Regions from separate parts of the Pan troglodytes genome. Here region 1 is linked to region 2. The links are chromatin contacts, called in public HiChIP or PLAC-seq maps. All regions are on one chromosome and are shown on one strand. Each heading gives the region's core, a stretch centred on a gene start, on an enhancer-like site or on the middle of the called end of the contact. The rest is flanking DNA. Distances are from core to core; before and after follow the strand shown.

What was found. HiChIP or PLAC-seq counts read pairs in DNA pulled down with a chosen protein or histone mark.
Region 1: a contact with region 2 is called in an H3K4me3 HiChIP or PLAC-seq map of stem cell-derived excitatory neurons, with 4 times the contacts expected there. The contact joins the promoter of IFT52 here to the promoter of SRSF6 in region 2. A contact is called at or near these places in 1 of 7 Hi-C or Micro-C datasets (stem cell-derived neural progenitor cells) and 1 of 1 datasets of contacts at active chromatin or transcription factors (stem cell-derived excitatory neurons).

What each region holds. Positions count from the first base shown.
Region 1 is chr21:49,852,954-49,859,675 of NHGRI_mPanTro3-v2.0_pri, reverse strand. IFT52 (intraflagellar transport 52) reads right to left here and starts at 2,505. Exons shown (of 14, transcript XM_016937943.3): 1 at 2,360-2,505.
Region 2 is chr21:49,717,849-49,724,876 of NHGRI_mPanTro3-v2.0_pri, reverse strand. It overlaps SRSF6 (serine and arginine rich splicing factor 6), which reads right to left and starts at 2,914. Exons shown (of 6, transcript XM_016937936.3): 1 at 1,244-2,914; 2 at 875-1,023. The coding sequence starts at 1,350.

The sequences.
Region 1 (6,722 bases), core at 1,256-3,755, 140 kb before region 2:
CTTACCTATTGAATGGCTGAGTAAATCATTTCCAAATTGCCCTCCAAAAAGTTATACTCATTGATATTTCCACTAACACACTTCTGTTTCCACACAATCCTATTTCCAGTCTTTGTCATGTTTGCCAATAAAGGGCCAAAAAACCCCCCTCATTACTGTTTTAATTTCCACTTTGAAGTTAGTGAGATAGTTGTCTCTTGCTATAGATTTTTGCCACTTGTATTTCTTCTGATTTTCTTGTCCAGGTACTCTTGATCATTTTTCTCTTTAAATTTTTCTTTTTAAAAACTTCTTCTTATTATTATTTGAGATAAAAGTCCCACTCTGTGACCCAGGCTGGGAGTGCAGTGCTGCAATCACAACTCACTGTAGCCTTGACCTCCCAGGCTCAAGCAATCATCCCACTTCAACCTCCTGGGTAGCTGGGACTACAGGCGCGCACCAGTGTCCAGCTAATTTTTAAATGTTTTGTAGAAGCAAGGTCTTGCTATGTTGCCCTTGAACTCCTGACCTCAAGTGATCCTCCTACCTCAATCTCCCAAAGTGGTGGTTTACTGGCATGAGCCACTGCACCCAGTCGGGTTTCATAATTTTCTAATTGATCATTAAACAAACATTTTCATAACTTTATTTGGCTTCTGGTAGTTTTTTTGGTTTGGTTGAATTTTGCAGGCCATATAGATTTTAAATTTTATAGAGTTAAAAGTATGAATCTTTTCCTTTCTGGCTTCTGGATGACATGAAACATTTAGAAGAGTTTTTTGTCATTCTAAGATTATAAATAAATTCAACAATGCTTTACTTCAGTACTTCATGACGTAATTTTTTTTTTTTTTGAGACAGAGTCTGCTCTGTGGCCTAAGCTGGAGTGCAGTGGCACGATCTCGGCTCACCACAACCTCTGCCTCCCAGATTCAAGAGATTCTCGTGCCTCAGCCTCCCAAGCGGCTGGGACTACAGGCGCCCAAACACACCCGGCTAATTCGTGATGTAATTTTTTAACATTTAAATTTTAGTCCATTTGGAAATTATTGTGGTGCTCAAAATGGGCTTCATTCCTTTTTTTTTTTTTTTCCTTCTTTTTCAAAGCATAGTCTCGCTCTGTCACCCAGGCTGGAGTGCAGTGGTGCAATCTCGGCTCGCTGCAACCTCCGCCTCCCAAGTTCAAGCAATTCTCCTGCCTCAGCCTCCCCAGTAGCTGGGATTACAGGCGCGCGCCATAGTAGAGACGGTGTTTCACCAGGTTGGCCAGGCTGGTCTGGAACTCCTGACCTCAAGTGATCCACCCGCTTTGGCCTCCCAAAGTGCTGGGATTACAGGTGTGAGCCACCTCGCTCGACTGGTTTAATTATTTTCTAAATTGCTAAAAAAGCTGCCTGACCCCAATTCATCTCTTCAATGCTGATTTGAAATACAGTACCACCTCGCCTATATAATAAATCCCTATATATAAATCGCTCTTATTCTGAGTTCTAATATATTTTATCTACCTGTAAGCTCCTGCTGAGTTCCAAACTTTTTAAATTAATTTATTTATTTTCAGAGACAGGGTTTCCTTTTGATACCCATGCTGGTCTCTGACTCCTGGGCTCAAGGGATCCTGCCGCCTCAGCCTACCAAGTAGCCAGGACTACGGGCCCACACTGCTGCACCCATCTTCTATGCTAGTTTAATTGCTATACCTTTATGTTATAATATCTGGTGGTTCTGGAGAGCTAATCTCCCTTATTAGCATTAATTTTAGAATTTTCCTGGCTACTTTCACATATTTATTCTTCTTTAAGCACTTTAACATCGTTTTGTCCAGTTCAAAAACTGCCCCCTCCATGGTCCCACCACCGTGATACATCTATCTTTTTTTGTTCTGTTAGTTCAGCCCCTGGTGAGAGTAGCAGGTCTGCGTTCCTGTACTGTCAGACTTAGTCAGAAATGCATTTCCTTAATAACAGTATAAGGCCTTTAAAACTATAAAAATAACAAATATTTGGGTAACGCTGCCAAACCATTCTCTCGCTTTCTTTTCAATAACATTACCAGTCAAATCAGTATTTTCCCACATGAATACCGAGGGGTCGCAGCCACGACAGAAGAGAGATTAAGACTGTACGATTCCTCGTCCCATGCTCTTTCATAGTCAGCGGAACGACTAAACACCTGCACCACCCGAGGCCGTGGAGATGGGCGCCCAGCCGGGGCGCCAGGAACCCGGGCTACGTCCGCGCCCACAGTTTACTTCACCCCGGGGGACCCTGGATGTTCTATGACCGGCCCAGCGGCCTCGAAGAGTGTGGCGAGTCCCTCGCCAGCTCCCAGGCCGCACCAACGCCCCAGCCGGCCCACCACTGTTGGAGCCCTTTACCTGAGGCCCAGCGACCACCGGTCACCTGACGCCGCCCAGCATCCCGCGGCCAGGTATCCAAGGCCGCTTAGTAACCGGAGAGGCGCGTCGGTGCGCCGGGAGGCGTGGCCCAAGACGCAGCGCTAGCTCCGGCCGACGTGATGACGACATCACGGAAGGCGCCTCTCCGTCGCAGGCGTCAGGGGTAGGCAGCCTGACTGATGTGGGGCTGTACCATTTGGTGCATGAGGGGCAAATCCAAACATAAGGAGAATTAACTTTTCACCAAAAATAAACCCATTTAATTTTGTTCTTTAGTCTCAATTACGAGTAAAGACTAATAACAACGGTAGGACCCAAGTGCCCAAACTTCCCTCCACCCACAGGGAGGAGAATAGTGAAGGCTTCCATCGCGGGGGGGTTGGAGAACGCCCCAGCTTCGATTCCCAAGGCGCAGGAGCAGAGTGGAGCCAGGCGAGGGCGGGGCCGGGCGGAAGGCTGGGGTGGACTATTGGGAACTACTTAACGGAAAAGGGTGCGCAGGTTTAGTGTTGAGAATGATAACAGCGTATAATTCTGTTTTATTAACTCCGCATCTTTGCTTGCCATGGTACTAGGCTTGAGCGCCGGCGAGCATGGCGGGGAGTTAGAACTTGAATAGATTCTACAAAAATGTGAAAACTATGAACTGTATTAGGGAGTCTAACGACTAAGCTGGTCAAAAAGGCGCCCCTGTTGAGCAGAGATTTGAAGAGAGAGTGGTATTCATTAAGGCAAAGGCTGGGGAAGGGCGTTCCGGGCAGAAAGAACTGCTTGTGCAAAAGCACCACCAATACAGGTTGCCCTGCCATCGCCATTAAGGTGGGAAACCAGACGCCTGCAACTACCAACAGGCCACCCGACTACCCAGGAAAGTGCTCTGTGCCTGCCTTTAGAGGTGTGTGGATTTGTGAACAACCCTGCAGCAGCCTGGAAGACCCAAACTGAAGATTGCAGAGAGCTCTGACAGTTTTTATTTACATTTATGTTTGTCTTCGAGTTTAGGATATTAAAACACATACAACTCGTGTTGCTTTCCACAATTTCTGTCACTCGAAATTTTAAAAGTGGAGACGGGCCGGGCGCAGCGGCTCTCTCCTGTAATCCCAGCACTTTGGGAGGCTGAGGCAGGTGGATCTCTTTAGCCCAGGAGTTCGAGGCCAGCCTAGGCAACATGGCGAAACCCGGTATCTACTAAAAATAGGAAAAATTACCTGGGCGTGGTGGCGCGCGCCTGTAGTCCCAGCTGCTTGGGAGACTGAGGTGGGAGACTGATTGATCCTAGGAGGTTGAGGCTGCAGTGAGCCGTCATGGTGCCACCGCACTCTAGCCTAGGCAACACAGTGAGACTTTGTCTCAAAAAAGAAAGTGGAGAAGAGGGTGATTTGAGAATTCTCTTTGGTCAGATGAAGTGGCTTCTGCCTGTAATCCCAGCATTTTGGGAGGCCAAGGTGGGAGGACTGCTTGAGGCCAGGAGTCTGGGACCTGGGTAACAGTAACACCTTTTCTCTCCAATAATAATAGTAATAATAAATAAAAAAAGAAAATTAGCCAGGCATGGTGGCACACACCTGTAGTCTTAGCTGCTTGGGAGGCTGAGGTGGGAAGATCGCTGGAACCCAGGAGTTCGGGCTGCAGTGAGCCATGATCGCTCCACTGCACCCCAGCCTGGGCAACAGAGTGAGACTCTGTCTCTTAAAAAAAAAAAAAAAAAAAAGTTATCTTCTTGGGGATGCTGTATTTTGGTGCAGAATTGGGTGAATACAGTTTGCAGTTAAGGTAATAATGGAAATGAAGTATTCTCACTGAAGAGAGAGTAGGCCGTCCCATTTGAAGGCTGGGACAAATCTTGGGATCTTTCTGCCTGATATGCAGTCAGTGTTTGCTACAGCACCTGCCCAGAGCATTTCTCCCACTGTTGGAGATTGCAGAAAGAGTAAGAGTTTTGGCCGGGTGCAGTGGCCCACGCCTGTAATCCCAGCACTTTGGGAGGCCAAGGCAGGTGGATCACTTGAGGTCAAGAGCTCGAGACCAGCCTGACCAACATGGTGAAACCCCGTCTCTATAAAAAATAAAATAAAAATAAAAATACAAAAAATTAGCCGGGTGTGGTGGCGGGCGCCTGTAATCCCAGCTGCTTGGGAGACTGAGGCAGGAGAATCACTCAAACCCAGGAGGCAGAGGTTGCAGTGAGCTGAGATTGCACCATTGCACTCCAGCCTGGGCAACAAGAGCATAACTCCATCCCCGCCGCCCCCCCAAAAAAAAGCAAGAGTAAGACTTTTAGAATCAGTAGTTGTCACCAAGTTCAATTCCTCGCTGTGACTTGTACCAGCTGGGTGACCTTGGGCAGTTTTCATAATCTCTGAGCAAATGTATCCTATCTGTAAAGTGAAGTTAATAATTTCTTTCTTTCTTTTTTTTTTTTTTGCCGAAACTGAGTCTTGCTCTGTTGCCCAGGCTGGAGTGAAATGGCATGATCTCCGCTCACTGCAACCTTCGCTTCCTGGGTTCAAGCAATTCTCCTGCCTCAGTCTCTCAGGTAGCTGGGATTACAGGCACCCGCCACCATGCCCGGCTAACTTTTGTATTCTTAGTAAAGACGGGGTTTCACCATTTTGGCTAGGCTGGTCTTGAACTCTTGACCTCGTGAATTGCCTGCCTTGGCCTCCCAGAGTGCTGGGATTACAGGCGTGAGCCACTGCGCCCAGTCTGAAGTTCATAATTTCTAAATGCTGGCTTATAGTGAGGATTGTAGATAATGCATATAAAACTTGGAATGTGCTCAATAAACACAGGTTGTAGCATGTTCCATTCAACAGCATAGTTTTTCATTTTTATTTTTTAGCCTGATGAAAATAATTGTGCTTTTACAATCTCAGAACAGATAGAACCATTATATGTTTCACCGTCCACAGCTGATTGTGTGCTTCTGACACTACTATTACGTTTCTGATCATTATACTCTTGTTTTTTTGCTTTGGGAAGTTAGGGGGATTTTGACCTCTCCCTCATCTTGTCCCAAATTTGTCGATTATCCGGCACTATTAAGATGGAAATCAGTGTGTATCTTTCAGCGTTCTTAGCACATGTGAAAGCTTAACATGAACTCTTCCTGACCCAGTTTTGATCTCTAATAGCTCAGTGTCATTGGTGTTTTTTCTATGGTCTCCCAGACTTCTTCCCCGTGATTCCTGGGGCAGGGGGCTGGGTGAACAAGACTTGAGGAAGGGAAAGAGTGGGATTGAATTAAGAGGAAAAGGCAATAAAATCACCAGCACACACTGATCCAAGAAAGTTCCTTCCCTTGTCTCCCAACCAAAAAAGCTAATAAGGCCACCCAGGAGTATGAACCACACATTTGTAAAAAAACAAACCACTTTTCGTATTTATTTATTTATTAATAAGACAGTCACACTCTGTCGCCCAGGCTGGAGTGCAGTGGCACGATCTTGGCTCACTGCAACCTCTGCCTCCCGGGTTCAAGTGATTCTCGTGTCTCAGCCTCCCGAGTAGCTGGGACTACAGGCATGCACCACCACACTCAGCTAAATTTTTGTATTTTTAGTAGGGACAAGGTTTCACCATACTGGCCGGGCTGGTCTACAAACTCCTGACCTCGGCCTCCCAAAGTGCTGGGATTACAGGTGTGAGCCAGCACGCCCAGCCGAAACGAACCACTTTTCCACTGAAGTAAGGAAGCACAATCCATCCCACAAGTGCAGGGTGTTCTGAATTTATGAGGTGTTACCGCTCACGTTCTGTCCGATCAGAATTATCTTTAGAAATGACTAATCTTGGCTGGGTGCGGTGGCTCACGCCTGTAATCCCAGCACTTTGGGAGGCCGAGGTGGGTGGATCATCTGAGGTCGGGAGTTGGAGACCAGCCTCACCAACATGGAGAAACCCTGTCTCTACTAAAAATACAAAATTAGCCAGGCCTGGTGGCGCATTCCTGTAATCCCAGCTACTCAGGAGGCTGAGGCAGGAGAGTTGCTTGAACCTGGGAGGCGGAGGTTGCGGTGAGTCGAGATCGTGCCACTGCACTCCAGCCTGGGCAACAAGAGCGAAACTCAGTCTCAAAAAAAAAAAAAAAGACTAATCTTGAACATATGGAGCTCCATGGTGGACAGGAAGCTCTAGGCATCAAGTCTGCAGCAGCCTCCAGCTCTGTCCAGCTCTGAGCTCCCCGATGTGCGGTGGAGCACGGCATGAACCTGGCAGCCAGGCTCAGACCAGGAGCGGCATCCCGTTCAATGTCTCCTCTTCAATACCCCATTTCTTATACTTGGCTTGTTCCAGCCAACTTTTGACTTAGCTCCTCACTAGAGATTTTGGCAGTCAT
Region 2 (7,028 bases), core at 1,665-4,164:
AAACACGCAAGGTAACAGTCACCTAGTTCAGATTAACCAGTTTTGTCTAACCCTTGGAATCCTCACCATCACCCTGCGTCTAATGGCAAAAGGCTGCTGTCGTCATGGCTTCCGGTAAGGTCAGCCAAAGGGTCATAGGGCAAGGGTCACACAATGTATGGAAAAGCCAAGGCCAATCAGGAAAGGCAGTCATCTTAGCCTCAGTGGACACAGCCTCAGCCCCATTGGTCACTTTCAAATTGAAACATCAAGGACTTGTTAAAAAGTTTGAATTCAACATGCAACAATTTAAACATCAAACATTTAACATAACCAAAAATCCCCCCAACCTCCTCCCAATAACATGCCCCAATTAGTTCAAATACAGCATAAAGCTTATTTAGATCTACTTTGTGGTACAATACCACATTACTTAAAAATAGTACATTCTTTGGCCCCCATCAAGTTCCATAGCTTTAAGACCTATACTTTATGCTCCTCCCCTTCCCCGTCCCCCGCGCCCCCTACCCCACCTCCACCCGAGCCTGCCCCCGAACCTCTAACTAATGCACTGATAGGTAAGTAAGGAGGATACAACAAATACAGCCACCCCTTACTTCCTCTGGGGGAAGAACCCGTGACAGTGCTGACAAGGGGCCAGAAGAAGCCACCCACCTCCCAACTTGGCAAATAAACAAAACCAAACACCCAAACCCAATCCCCGCGCTCCGGCGTCCCATGGCTGCCCCGGGCAGACGTGAAGGCAGCGGGGCTCGGGGACACCCAAGTCAAACGACCCCCGGCCCTCGCGCCTGCCCGGGCTGGGAGGCCCCACCCCACCCACCCCCGCCCCCAGGGTCCCCAAGGGCGCGGAGCGCGCGGGGGTGGGACTCACTGCGGCTTCCGTAGCTGTAGCCGTCGCGATCGCGACGCGGGCCCCGGGCGTGCTCTACGATCACGCGCTCGCCGCAGAGCTCCTTGCCGTTCAGCTCGTAAACGGCGTCGTCGGCGTCGCGGGAGTCCTCGAACTCCACGAAGCCGTACCTAGGGGCGGTGCGAGGGCCGGACAACGGCGGGGGAGTCGTTAGCCAGGGCGCGCCCGTGCGCGCGCCCGTACCCCACCGCGCGCCCCCGCGACGCCGCGCCGTCGCCATCTTTGAGGCCCTGCCACGCGGCGCCGCGGCCTTGGCCGCTTCTTTCCTTGGAGAGTTCCCGCCGCCACCAGGCCTGGGACGCTGGGCGCGGGCGCCCAGGCCCGACTCACCCATTTTTGAGGTCTACTTCGAGGAGGCGGCCATAGCCACTGAAAAAGCGCTGGATGTCCTTCTCCCGGACGTTGTAGCTCAGGCGTCCTATGTAGACGCGCGGCATGTCCGTGGCGGGCGGGGGCCCAAGGGCTGGTTGTCGAACGGCGGACCGCAAGCCAGTAGCCGCGGTGCGGGTGCGGGGACGGCAAGAGCCCGAACACGCGCCTCACACCACAGGGGCGGCCGAGTCCAGCCACACAATGGCGCGCGCGCGCGCCAGGCTTACGCTATATGGGCGGCCGGTGGGGCGGGGCCTGGAGCGTGATGTCAGCGCGCAGCGGCACGTCCGTCCCGCGTCGTCCCTGGGCTAGATGGTGACTGGCGAGTCCGTTGCCCGCGACGTTTCGGTGTAGTGCGGTCTTGCTAGCTTCTAGGATTTTTCTCTAGCCCTCCCCACCGTCTTTGAGAACACAATGTCTCTAATCCAGCCGCAGAACTGTTTTCTAATTTGTACCTTTTATAAAACTCTGCGCGATCTCTTCGGGGTTGAAGCTCGGGAGGCGGGCTGAGCGAATCCCCGTTTTTCATTGGTTCTCGAGGTTATCATAATAGGTCGCCGCGGTCTCTGCTTGGTGGCTTAAAACGAGGCTGCCGATTTCTCCCAGCGATTGGTTGATGCTCGTTTTGATGGGGACCGCGGTCTCGGACCCAGTCGCTTGTCTTGTTTCGCAGAATCTGAGGATCGCGCGCCGAGGTCTTGCTGACCGGGCGGGGGTCGCGTTGCGAGCGCGCAGACCCGCCGACATCAGCCTCTCCGGGTCTCACTCGCAGCCTTCGCCTCCCCGGACGTTCCCCTCTCCCTCCATGGGTCTTTCTTGGAGCCCTGGCAGCTTGACTCACTTGTGGATTGGGCTATCCGTGGCAATCCTACGCTCACTGTAGGTGCTCAAAAGGGAGCGTGGACGAGACCCGGCAGCCCTCCCACAGCGACGAACGATTTTTTTTCTCCCGTGTACGGGGAAAGTCCTTTGTCCCAATACTATCATTTCCTCCATTGACTTGAAAGTGCCTTATTTTGTGAGTTTATCAATGGAGATGCTGTTTAAAGCTGGAGAACCAGATTGAAAACCTCAAAGGAGTAAGTTTAAGTGGAGAGCGGAAGACCCAGGCCAACGCCTGGGGTACTCTGAAATTTAAGCACAGGAAAGGAGACTGGGAGGAGTGACTAGCGAGGTAGGGAGAAGACCAGGAGAGTAGGGTGTCACCGAAGCTAAAAAAAAAAAAAAAAAAAAAAAAGGAAGGGATATCACTGAGATAACACCAGCTCTTTAGATATTTATGTATTCCTGCTCTGTTTTGAGTGGTGCAACCTCAATATCCTTAAGCTTCGGGTTGAAAAAGGGGGGTTTTGTCCTCCTGGAGCTATTTGGAAGTCTAGAGGGAAACGTTGTTTGTCACGACTGAGGGAGGTAGAGGCCGTGCTTAAAGTTAGATAAATAAAAAATACGAGTCTGTAATCCCCACATCTTGGGAAGCTGAGGCAAGAGGATCTCTTGAGCCCAGGTGTTCGAGGCTGCAGTGAGCTATGATCATGCCACTGCACTCCAGCCTGGGTGACAAAGCAAGACTCCAACCTGCCTGAAGGAAAGAACAAAGCTTCCGCAGCGTGGAAGGGGACCCGAGCGGGTTGCCACTGCTGGCTGGACTGCCAGTTTTTAGTCCCTTATTTGGCCCTGCCTACATCCTGCTGATTGGTCCATTTTACAGAGCGCTGATTGGTCCATTTTACAGAATGTTGATTGGTCCGTTTTTACAGAGTGCTGATTGGTGTGTTTACAAACCTTTAGCTAGACAGAGAGCACTGATTGGTGTGTTTTCAATCCTTTAGCTAGACGGGAAAGTTCTCCAAGTCCCCACCCAACCCAGAAGCCCAGCCGGCTTCACCTCTTCACCTCGGTAGGCAGAATAAGGGTTCCCCCTAAAGATGTCTATGTCCTAATCCTAATCCCTGAAACCTGTGAAGATGTTACCTTGTATATCAAAAGGGACTTTGCAGATCTGATTAAGTTGAGCATCTTGAGATGCAGAGATGCCCCGGGATTGTCCAGGTGGGCCCCATGTGATCATAAGGGTGATTACAAGAGGGGGACAGGAGAGCCACAGTCAGAGAAGCAGATGTGACAAAGGAGGCTGGGATTGGGGTCAGAGTGATTGGCTGTAAGAAAGTCACAACCGAAGTTAATGGCTTTGAAGATGGAGGAAGGAACCATAAGCCAAAGGGTGCCAGTAGCCTCTGGAAGCTGGAAGACACGAGGGAACAGATTCGCCCCAGAGCCTCCTGAAAGAACGCAGCCCAGGCCAGGCTCTGTGGCTCACACCTGTGCCATCTCGGCTCACTGCAACCTCCGCCTCCTGGGTTCAAGTGATTCTCCTGCCTCAGCCTCCCGAGTAGCTGGGATTACAGGCATGCACCACCACGCCCAGCTAATTTTGTATTTTTAGTAGAGACGGGGTTTCACCATGTTAGGCTGGTCTCGTTTCGAACTCCCAACCTGAGGTGATCCACCCGTCTCTGCCTCCCAAAGTGCTGGGATTACAGGCGTGAGCCATTGTGCCAAGCCCAACACCAGCTCTTTGGATATTTTTGTATTCCTGCTCTGTTTTGAGTGGTGCAACCTCAATATCCTTCCGCTTCGGGTTGAAAAGGGGGGGCGGGGTTTGTCCTCCTGGAGCTATTTGGCAGTCTGGAGGGAAACGTTGTTTGTCACGACTGGGGGAGATAGAGACCGTGCTTAAAGTCAGATAAAAAATATGATTCTGTAATCCCTGCACCTTGGGAAGCTGAGGCAGGAAGATCTCTTGAGCCCAGGAGTTCGAGGCTGCAGTAAGCTATGATCATGCCACTGCACTGCAGCCTGGATGACAAAGCAAGACTCTGACTCAATGAAATAAAGAAAAACAAGGAGCAAGGCGTAGTAGCTCACGCCTGTAATCCCAGCACTTTGGGAGGCCCAGGTGAGAGGATTGCTTGAGCCCAGGAGTTCGATATCAACCTGGGCAACATGGCAAGATCCCATCTCTACAAAAAACTTGTTTTAAAAAAATTAGCTGGGCATGGTGGCACATGCCTGTAGTCACAGCTATTGGGAAGGCTCTCAACAGGGGGCAGTGGTTCTCAACAGGGGGTAGTTCTGTCCCCCCTGCGGACATCTGTCAATATCTGAAGACTTTCTGGTTGTCACAGCTGGAGGAGGGAAGGAGCTGCTCGTATCTCATGGGTAGAGGCCAGGGATGCCACGAAACATCCTGCAAGGCACAGGACAGCCCCACCACGAAGGATTATCTGGTCCCCAATGTCAATAGCTGAGGTTGAGAAGTGCTATTCCAAATGAATCCTGTACAGAAGTTTTTTTCTTTTCTTTTTTAAATAGAGGCAGGGTCTCCCTATGTTACCCAGGCTAATCTTGATCTCCTGGGCTCAAGGAGTTCAAGCCTCATCCTCCCAAAGTGCTGGGATTACAGGCATGAGCCACCATGCCCAGCCTATGGAAGTTTTTAAAACGAAGTTTGGACTAGCTTGGCAACATGCAATCCAATCTCCCAGTTGGAAGAGCCTCAGAGGATCTTTCAGTCATCTGATTCATGATTCTTTCTAACTCTGTCACTGACAGTTTCCAATTCTGGATTCTGTTCCTGGAGCAACTACTGCTATATTCACTCCACTCCATACAAATACACCTGAGTTGCTACGAGAGGGGATTTGCCGGGCACCGTGGCTCACACCTGTAATCCCATCACCTTGAGAGGCAGAGATGGGATCACTTGATCCCAGGAGCACAAGACCAGCCTGAACAACATAGCAAGACTCCATCTCTTAAAAAAAAAAAAGGCCAATACTGGCGGCGTATACTTGTAGTCCCAGCTACTCCAGGGACTGAGGTGGGAGGATCACTTGAGCCCTGGAGGTCAAGGCTGCAGTGAGGTATGATGGCTCCACTTCACTCCAGCCTGGGTGACAGAGCAAGACTCTTGTCTAAAAAAGAAAGGAGAGAAAGGAAAGAAAGAAATAAGAAAAGATATGAGCTCCCATGCTGCACATCTACCATTTCTCCTTTGAGTTGTTCTCCCAACACATCAGCAGAGTTGAGTCCTCAGGAAGACTCCACAGAATGGTGACAATCCAACACCTCTCTCAATTATGATATTTGAAACTGTTTTCTCTTCCTCAGCAGTGCTCTTGGGTTTTTTGTTAGGGGTAGCCACTGGGCTTTGGGAAAGAGAAGTGAGAGGAAGAGTGGATGATATCAGCTGCATCTTTCTCTTTGACAAACGAATTCCCTATCCTTCAATAAATACTATCCCACTAACTCCCCAAAGCAATGTCCAGTCCCACCAATACCGTAAGAGTGTCATTTCCTGCTTCAACTCTTGCAAATAATTTTAATAAATTTTTTAAAAATGAGAGTTTGATGAGTAACAAATGTTATCATTGTCAAATTCTCCTTTCCCTAACTAAATTCCATGGACTTAAGCCTCTCTCTATACATATTTATGTATACATGCACATATAAATCTTGCTGCTGCCCACTCTTTGGGTCCGCACTACCTTTAAGAGCTGTAACACTCACTGCAGCAGGTCTGCAGCTTAAGACCACGAACCCACTGGAAGGAAGGAACTCCGGACACATCTGAACACCTGAAGGAAAAACTCCGGACACACCATCTTTAAGAACTGTAACACTCACTGCGAGGGTCCGCGGCTTCATTCTTGAAGTCAGCAAGACCAAGAACCCACCGGAAGGAACCAATTCCACACACACTACCACAGGGACTCTGAAATTTTGTTAAATTTAGGAATGGAAGCTGGGTGCAGGGACTTGTGCTTGTAATCCTAGCGCTTTGGGAGGATGAGGTGGGAGGATCTCTGGAGGCCAGGAGTTCAAGACCAACCTGGGCAATATAGCAAGTCTACAAAAAATGAAAAAAGGCCAGGCACAGTGGCTAACGCCTGTAATCCCAACACTTTGGGAGGACGAGGTGGGCAGATCACTTGAGGTCAGGAGTTCGAGACCAGCCTGGCCAAAATGGTGAAACCCCGTCTCCACTAAAAACACAAAAATTAGCCGTGTGTGGTGGTGCAGGCCTGTAATCCCAGCTGCTCGGGAGACTGAGAATCGCTTAAACCTGGGAGGTGGAGGTCGCAGTGAGCAGAGATTGCACTACTGCACTCCAGCCTGGGCGACAGAACAAGACTACGTGTCAAAAAAAGAAAGAAAAATGTTAGTAGGCATGGTGGCACGCACCCGTAGTCCTAGCTACTTGGGAGGCAAAGGCAGGAGGATCACTTGAGCCCACGTGTTTCAGGCTGCAGTGAGTCGTGATTGTGTGACTGCTCTCCAGCCTGGGCCACAGAGTGAAGACCTGTCCCCCTCCCTTCCAAAAATTCAGGAATGGCAACTGGGAAGTGTCTAAAAAGGTAAGGAAAAAACCCGAAAAGAGTGTGGTGTCACAGAAGCTAGGAGTGGAAAGGGTTTCAGGGAGGTAGTGGTTAATTGACAAACAGCAAGTTCATAAACCTTTGACCCAGTAACCTTAATCCTAGAAATCTATTTGACAAGGGGCCAGTTTGTAAAATCATAGGTCCAGGGATGCTTATTCAAGCCATGGAATACTCTTCCACAATGAAAATAAGTAAGATTATTCTCATTTCAAATAAATATTTATTGAATGCCTACTGTTCTCAGCATTGGGAAAACCATAGTAACGTCATGTGTCAGCTTTGCAAACTAGGGCCCCAGTCAA